Linked DNA regions of Anas platyrhynchos: region 1 is linked to region 2. The links are chromatin contacts, called in public Hi-C maps. All regions are on one chromosome and are shown on one strand. The core of a region is the stretch at or near the end of the contact, and the rest is flanking DNA. Distances in the headings are between cores, read along the strand shown. Region 1 overlaps LOC119712954 (a long non-coding RNA gene). Region 2 overlaps LOC119712954 (a long non-coding RNA gene).

Region 1 (4,402 bases), core at 573-3,072, 83 kb before region 2:
CCTGTTCCCACCAGCAGGTGGCGGCAGAGGGCTAAAATGTGCCCTGCGGCGCCGCGCTAAAATGTGCCCTCAAAACCCAAACCCCCAAAATAGGACACTCAAAACCCAAACCCTAAAAATTATGATGCTCAAAACCCAAACCCAAAAACTAGGATGCTCAAAACCCTATCCCAAAAAATTAGGATGCTCAAAACCCTAACCCAAAAAATAGGATGCTCAAAACCCTAACCTAAAAAATAAGACTGGGGGAAAACAAGCTCTGGGAGACTTTTAAGTGGTGCTACAGTATACTGGAGAGACCTGTGAGATGTCCAGGAGGCTTCTGATTCAAAGATCGAAGCTGAAATTCCTTTAAGTGTTATATTCTTTATTGCAGCGCTGGATGCACGGGGGATCTTTCCACCTATCGTGCATACCCAAAGCGGAAAGCAGTCTTGAATTTATACAATCAATCTACTAATATTCTACAAGTGCCTATACATATTCATCACCTATCCCTGCCTTCCCTCATTTCTCATGCTAATTAGCTTTTTGGCACCTTGTGCCTGCATAGAGCCTCCCAAGAATTGCGGGCAGGGGTCTTCGGGACGTGGGCAGTGGTCTTTGGGAGAAACCCGAGTCTTCCTCACTGTACTTTTCACCTTTGGTCTGGATTCTGCTGAGTTGGCACATTTCTTAATTGCAAGAACTGGCTTTTGCTGATTATTCTGCTTGTTGTATCTTTATCATGAATTCCAATGTCCAGTTTTGATATTTATAGTCCTTCCATTTGTTTCTCTGTCCGTCTGCCGCTTCCTTATTATGAGTTCCAGTGTCTTGTTTAGAGATATACAGTCCTTGTCTGGGGATTGTCCTTGCCTCCCCAATGTCTATTATCCTTGCTTCCCCAATGTCTCCTTAATCACTTTAGAACACAGTGAGGGCACTGGCAGCCTTCTGGGGGAGCCCTAGCATGCACTGAGAGATCTTTGGTGCTCTCTAGAGTACACTGGAGGGCTCTGGGATGCCTGCAGAGCAGGCATCCGGCAGGGGTGGGGGCGATACTGAGGGCCTCTAGAGTGCACTGGGATGCATCTAGGGGATGCTAGAGCACACTGGAGAGCCCTGTGAAATTTCCAGGGAGAGATGGAGCAGACTGCATGTTAACCTCCCAGCTATGCTCCCACTCATGCCCGAGCAGCAGTGCTACTGCACATAATCTTGAGGGGATTCTACTGCACATGCTCGCAGGGCACTGCTGCGTACACTCCCGAGGCAGCACAACTGCACATGTCCGATCGTCGGCACTACCACCCACGTTCGCGTACCGGCACTTACTGTGCATGCCTGAGTGCAGGCACTGCTGCGCATGCTCGCCGCTCTGCCTTTGTTCTTGCTTGCACTTCTCGTTGCCTCTGGGGCGCATGCGCGCCGTGCTGGCTCTTGCATGTGCTGCGTTTTGCTCACCAGAGAGCAGCAGTGAGTGCTGTGCTGCCCGAGCTATGCGCAGGAAGATGCTGTGTTTGCGACTTTTGATCACAAGGTGGCACAAGTGAGTTTGTAACAGCTACTGCGCATGCGTGTCACGCAGTGCTTTACGTTTTCTGATCTGCTTCTAATGATTTCAACGGGAACTGTGCAAAAAAGACACGAAGCTGGTGGGAGACTGCACCTCTCACCTCCGTCTCAAAGGAGAAAAATTAGCCCTTGCCGTGTGCGGCTACTTACTGGCAGTAAAGCAAATGACAACTACTCATGGCATGCACTGGAAACTACAGAGGCTGGCTGGAAGCCCAAAGACTACAACTCCCAGCATGCTGCAGGACTCAATACTTTCTGACCCTACAGCAGCACACCCTCCCACACCCACGCACTCCGCTACCAAATGCGGAAGCCATGCAGAACCTGGTGTGACACCTCTTGCCTCTGTGTCCATCTTGGCACAACCCTCCCTGTAGCTTCTCGACGCCTATCCCAGCCTTCCCTCAGGACAGCCAGTCCCACAGCTGTCTCCCAGGTGGACCCAGCGCCTCCTGTGCCATCTCCACAGGCCCCAGTAGTCTCATGAAAGCCCAACCACAGTCACCCTGACTCTGTCCACAAGAGCTGGCAACTACTCCTTTGTCAGAGAACAGCTCCAAAGCCCCTTTACACAGTAGGGCCATCCCCTTCTGCCTCTAACAGGGGCTCTTCCAGACCCATCCAGCAGCTGCCACCCTTCAGGAATGCTGGGCCACCACCTAATACATTCACACACACACACATGCACTATTTAACCTGCTTCCTTGAACATAGTGACAGCCACTTACTCTGTGCAAAGGGACTGCAAACACAGGAGTGCAATAAATAAAGCAGCTGTTTATTCATGCACATCAGTGCCTGGAGTGAGGCCGCTGCATGGCTGATGGTCCCTATGCACCCATTTTCCCCCATTTAACCTCAGAAATCAGCACTGGATCAGCACTCATCTGTCCCATGCTGATGTGTTGCTTTCTGTTACCATGGAGCAGGGCTGGAGGAAGGAAAAATAAGGCCAGGGAGCAGGACAGAGGCGTAAAGAGCGAAAAAGAGAAGCACCATCTAGACAGGTGGGTATAGCAAGGAACAATGGGGCAGGCAGCAGAACAGTGATTTGCAGGGGAAGATGAGACAGATGCAGATAGCAGTGACAGAAGAAGAAAAAGGGAAAGAGAGGGGAGTAGGGAGCCAGAGGCATGGATGGATAGGTACAGTGGGAGATGGTGGATGTTGAAGAAGCTTCTTGCTTGGTCTCTCTGCCAGCTTCCTCCTTTGCAGATCCCATTGCTTGTCTGTCATCCACCTAAGAGAATGCACTGGCATCTTATAACTCTGGTAACATTAGAATTCATAAATAACTAGTGTCTCGCACATACCCGGTATGTAACCATACAGCACTTTTAATGACATACACAGATCATGCCATGGATGCTGGTGACCCAGTCTGCTAAGGACAGCTAAGAGGGATCCTTCTTCCCCCACAGACAACAGCTTTCTTGTCTGCAGGTAGAGGCAGCTTCCAGCCACACCCACTTCATTTCAGTCTTCATCTGTCTTATTTGTTGCTGGTCTTATCTTCAGCCACAGCAGTTTCTGTCAAAAGTGAGCGATGAGTCCACCTTCCTCATTTCACCCATGCCACTACAACAGTGAGGCAAAATCCTGCAAATCTAAATCAGATGGAGTCGGTGACATCCACAGCAGAGAAGAGTATAACTTAGCCCTCACTGCTAGCCCTGAAAGAGGAAGAGAACACACAACTGTTATCAACGGGTATTATCCAAATCTATTTTAGGCTAGCACCCTTCCCTCTGTATGAATTTCTGTACTGCTCTTTCCCAAATTGACTCAAACCTGCTTCAAGGTTGGTCCTGGAGCTAGAGACAGCCATGCAGGGCAACCAGTGTTGGGGGAGTCTCCATGGAAGCTCTGAGGAGGTGGGGAGGCATCCAGCATCTGTAATTGGGGGGGAGGGGGGGATGAGACTAATATCTTTTTACCATCCTCCCCTCTGCCAGTTCTCCACTCTTTCCCTGGGGCTGCCCCAACTTCAACTGACAGGGAACCTTTCATAGTTCTCCCAGGCAAGTGTGCCTGGCAGACCCAGCCCACAAGCCACTGTACACCCACCCTGCTCTGGGGCTCCTGGCTCCCTGTGTGCATGGCCACCCAGGGCTGCACAAGGCCATAGGAAAGACCACAGCAGTGGCTGCCCCTGCCCCACAACCCCTGCCCACACCCAGCAGGCTGTGCCCCGCAGTCCCCTGGCACCAAGCGTCTCCATCACATCATCCTGGGGCATTCAGGAGACACCCCTGAGCCCACCACTGCCAAAAGGTCTCGCTAGCTGCACTGGTGGTCCCAACACTTACCTGGTGCCACTAACATTTATGCTGAAATGAAATGCTTTCTTACTGCCGCCATGGTGCAGAGAGTACAGCACTGCTACTGTGCATGAGCAGAGCTGGGTGCTGCAGTTCTGCATTTTGGGCATGGGGAGGCAGTAGCGATCATGGCAGCACTTGAGTTAGGTGTGGAGTAATCCTGTTACAGTAAAATTCCAGGAGAGGTCCTCAGGATACAACAGCGGTGAAAAGATGCTATAGAACCAGGGGAGTACTGAGGGACACAATAAAGGGTTTTGCAGGAGTCAAGAGAAAACTGTAATGGTCCTGAATGGGTGAGTGGGACAACATGTCCACTCAAAAGCCCAATAGCAGAACACAACATGTCCCTGCATGCATCTTTGCCTATGTGTTTGTAAGCTTGGAATCCACCTCACCCCATCATGAAGATGAGGGGACAGACTGTGATGGTTTACCTGGAATTCTAAGGGAAGAATGTTTGAAGGTATTGTGTGGTTTAAGAATATCTTAGAGAAGTCGGGATGGATGGTAAAACAATG
Region 2 (4,453 bases), core at 1,946-4,445:
AGAGAAGACACTTGTTTTCGATTCTTGTTTTTCTCAGATAAGGATACCGTAAACAAAGCCTTTAGAGATCACAGAAAGCCTGTTAATTAACTATATCGAAATCAGTAACACGCACACACACACAAAATAAAAAAATAATAATAATAAAAAAAAATTAAAGCTGTTCAATGCTGACATGAGCAACATTGCAATGCATTCCCTCCAACTGCACAAGGCTATTTTGTTTCATGTGTACACCTCCAGACAAAATAAAGGAATAAAGGTGCAGTATGAACAGGGTTATTCTCCTGTAAAGCTGTTCGTGAAGGAACTCTGCAGTCAATTGAGAACATTTTCATCTTCTTTCTTCCATTTGATCTTCTCTGCAACATACTTTTTGTATTACTCCTCACATTTTCCTTCCATCTGGTTTCAGAATTTGATTAGAAACTTGGAAGTTCAACTTGAACAGTTCAATGCAAAGAACTAAGCTGCTTCCAGACATTTTTTTCTCCGTGGAGGATCTTAAATTCAGTTGCAAGGTTCTTTTTACTGTATCTCTACCTAAACTGGAAGCTAAAGTCTTAGTAAACACTTTGCAACTCTTGTAAAGAGCAAAAATCCCTAACTCCTGCAAATATAGGAGGGCCCTGTTATCCTGAAAGAAACAAACCCTACAAAATAGAGGATACTGTTTTAAAAACATTTGCTATACAAGGTGTCATTATATGAAAGCTGCTTCTTGAGCAGGATACAATACACACTTAAACAATGATCAACAGTTTCACCAAAGAACACCTTTCATGGTGTTTTCATAGAAACACAAGTCTGGAAAGGATCTACAAAATCATCCAGTCCAACCATAAAACTTGGAGGTTCCATCGAGATATAGCAGAGCTCAATCTAGAATTCAGGGGCATCACTAAAAATAAATAAATAAATAAATAAACAACAACACCAAGTTACTGCTCAGAAAAAAAGAACTCAAAATGTTCAGTAACAAACACAGTTCAGATGGGTTATCTATGTCCTTCCCTGTACATGATCAAGAGAAGCAGGCAGTCATCGGTTGTGTAGTCAGGTCAGGAAAGGATGATAGATGGTCACAATTTCAGCACTAAAAAACATCTTTACCTTAAAAGCATTAAAACACCATATTGAGTCAGACAAAAGACTGATCTGTATCTACTGAAATGTTTGCAACAAGGCACATCTGTAAAGTATACAGAAGACAGGCACATAAACACTCAACATAAATGTGAGTAGAAAGATAAACTGGTGGTGATCTGGGAATAGTGACTCTCCCACAACATCTCAAATTCCAGGGCAATAGCCAGAAATGCTTAATTCTCAAGGACCTGTGAAAGTTAAAAAGAAAACCAGATATGAACCAACATCAGCAGCAAGAGAAATCCTGTGATTTCAAACATAATTCAAACAACACCACAAGCAAAGTCATGTTCTCAAAGGCATTCTGAATCACCACCTTAAACCAGCATCCACAAAAACTCATCTAACTAGTCCAGAAATGCAGAAGACACCTATGAAAAAGGCCTTTGACTGCTAACTGTAAGTATTGGTGAAATGAATTTAGGCTTCCTACATTTCTAAGAAACTGAAACAAGACAACTAGAAAAAAAGACAGCAATATTTTGAGCACAGTGCTATGAGAAAGTAAGCTTCTATATTCATCCTACTTTTGTCATTTGTGTATTTGTTGTCTACATTCAGAGTCAGATACCACTCCATCTGGGCTGCACCATATTAATGTTCTTTGTAATATTTGTTTGCAGAGTTCACAGAGAAACAATTTGATGCATACATTGGATATATAAAGGAAATGTTATGGAGTTATCGTGTATTTACAATTCAGAAGAGGAATAAGAGAGATTAAACTTGGTCTGGACTGTTTCTGAGTAGACCCCATCTTTCCTGAGGAGCAGAAAAGGCTATATGAGTATTAATGATCATGCTCATCTTACAAACTGTGATCTGTCCATAACAAGCAGTACATATGCCTCCTTCCCTACAAGATTTTCTGCTCAAATTGCAGTTTCTCCCTGATTCTTCAATACATATTTTACCCAGACATTTATTTCCAATCCTGAGTGTGTGATGATGCTATGATGCTTATTCCAAAATAAATAAATAAATAAATAAATAAATAAATAGTTCCCTCTTGTCATTTTAAAGTTACAACTATTCTTTTAGAGGTTTCCCCTCATCTGCCAGCAATTCTACTTCTGTCTTCCACTATTCTGGCAGCTTTTTGCACCTTGATGTCATCAATACATTTGTTACAGAGACTCCATGACATTACCCATTTGTCAAAGAAAACATTGGCTAACACAAGATTTATTGCCATTTAATTTACTTCACTTGATTCTTCCCTGTATGCAGTAAGAGGTACTAATAACTGATGCAGCTTATTTTACTGAAAAAAAAAAAAAAGAATCAAGGAAAAAGACCTTCTAATAACTTATCATGGATCTTCGTTTAGATTTACCTTGTTTTCCTCAGCTACACAGCTTAGGGAAGCAGTACCATACATAAGAGACAAAGAAAACTCCTACTAGAGAGGTAAACACTATTATATCCTAAAAGGTAAGTTCTCTTTCCCATGCAGATGGCATAAGTTGTCCAGTAATATAATAAATCAACACAATATAATAATACAGTAACAGTGAATATTAACCAGTACTTGATATGTTGAGATGAGTTAATGAAAATATCTGACTCCTGTGGCTGAGTATTCTGTAGGTTGTACATTTGAGGAACATGATTACATAGCTCTGATATCTGGTTCCTAACTGACCACTGTTGTGGCTTAACCCGGCCAGTAGCTAAACACCACACAGCCATTCGCTCATCCTCCCCCCTCCCTCTCTGGGATGGGGGAGAGAAATGGGAAAGTGAAGCCTGTGAGTTGAGATAAAGACAGTTTATTAAGACAGGAAAATAATAATAACAGTAATAATAATAACAATAATGATGATAATACTACTACTAATAATAATGTGTATGAAACAAGTGATGCACAATGCAATTGCTCACCACCCACTGACTGATGCCCAGCCTAACCCCAAGCAGTTTGGCCCCCCCACCCTGGCTAGCCACCCCTATATATTGTTCAGCATGACCCCAGATGGTATGGAATACCCCTGTGGCTAGTTTGGGACAGCTGTCCTGGGTCTGTCTCCTGCCAGCTTCTGCTGCACCCCCAGCCTGCCCTTTGGCAGGACAGAGTGAGAAGCTGAAACGTCCTTGGCTTGGTGTAAGCACTGCTCTGCAATAATTAAAACATCAGCGTGTTATCAGCACTCTTCTCATCCTAAGCCAAAACATAGCATTCTACCAGCTACTAGGAAGAAAATTAACTCTGTCCTAACTGAAACCAGGACAACCACAAATGAATATGAATATGACAATCATATTCAATTATAAATTCTAGAAATTAATCAGTGTGATACAAGCGTGCCAAGAGTTGATCACAGTCTTCTGGAACAAGAAATTTTATATCTGGTTATATACAATTAGAGAGCAAAACAGTCAAGGAAAGATATATAGGGAAACATCTTGTGAAATTACAGTAATTATTGTTCTGTCTCGTGGCATTTGTGGGACTACATTAATTATTTCAGGTTGGTAAAAATAAGTTGCTGGTTTTAAAAAAAGAAACAAGAAGGCAATAAAAGTAAATCCTTCCTCTTTGTTTATCCAATTTTCTGTCTAAAAGGTTACTAAACCTTATTCCCATTTACAAGTCCAATTCACTTTGAGACTTTTTTTTTTTAATCACTGCTTTGAATGAAGTACAGTGATTTTTATCTCAGAGCAATCAAACTACAGCAGCATTGGCCTACCTGTGGTCTTGGGGTAACTCCTGGCACCCAAAAGGTTAAGCATGCAGCCAGACAGGTTCTCCTGCATATAGTTCTGTAGCCATTTATGGGGTTACTACAATGTGACATTTTTTATTGCCCATATGCTCTAAGTTCTGATTTCAACTGAACAGCAAAAAAAAAAAAAAAAAAATGCAAGAGAGAAGCTTTCCAAAAGCTAATAAAAACATGGAGGATTCAGGTGATCAGGGTTTCTACTGGTGTACTCTATTGACAGCAGTATGTATTAGATACATAAATTAGATTAAAATGCCTGTAGTAAAGAGTAGATATATGCCCCTGTCCACTACATTCCACTAATTTCTGAAGAACAATGAATACTTGAGGAATGAGAGAAATGGAAGCTTAAATCCTTACCCAAATAAATTTATATATGCTTTCCAAACTTGGCAGAAGATAGATATCTATTTACTTTTTACCCAAACCTCTGAAATTCTGTAATAAGTTACAAAGCATGGGGTCTACTGGATGGCCTATACTATCTTCTTAGTCTTCAAATTTATTTTTTATAAAATTATTTTTGAATTCATTTATTATAAAATAAACCTTAAAGGGGCTCCTTAGAGGTTGGT

What was found. A called contact is a pair of places that touch in the nucleus more often than the background predicts.
Region 1: a Hi-C map of small yellow follicle shows a contact between it and region 2, with 2.7 times the contacts expected there. The contact joins two enhancer-like sites. A contact is called at or near these places in 3 of 8 Hi-C or Micro-C datasets (F5 follicle, small yellow follicle and subcutaneous adipose tissue).

What each region holds. Positions count from the first base shown.
Region 1 is chr27:9,359,476-9,363,877 of IASCAAS_PekinDuck_T2T, reverse strand. It overlaps LOC119712954 (a long non-coding RNA gene), which reads right to left. Exons shown (of 10, transcript XR_011805121.1): 9 at 3,352-3,453; 10 at 2,878-3,233. Among named protein-coding and RNA genes, the nearest start is that of NGF, 38 kb to the right of the region's middle. Within about 2 kb of position 1,822, at least 7 of the 8 cell types and tissues checked have an H3K27ac peak or open chromatin away from gene starts, as enhancers often do. A contact at or near this core is called in small yellow follicle, where this site is marked.
Region 2 is chr27:9,277,708-9,282,160 of IASCAAS_PekinDuck_T2T, reverse strand. The region is part of intron 4 of LOC119712954 (a long non-coding RNA gene); the gene reads right to left. Among named protein-coding and RNA genes, the nearest start is that of TSPAN2, 13 kb to the right of the region's middle. Within about 2 kb of position 3,195, at least 3 of the 8 cell types and tissues checked have an H3K27ac peak or open chromatin away from gene starts, as enhancers often do. A contact at or near this core is called in small yellow follicle, where this site is marked.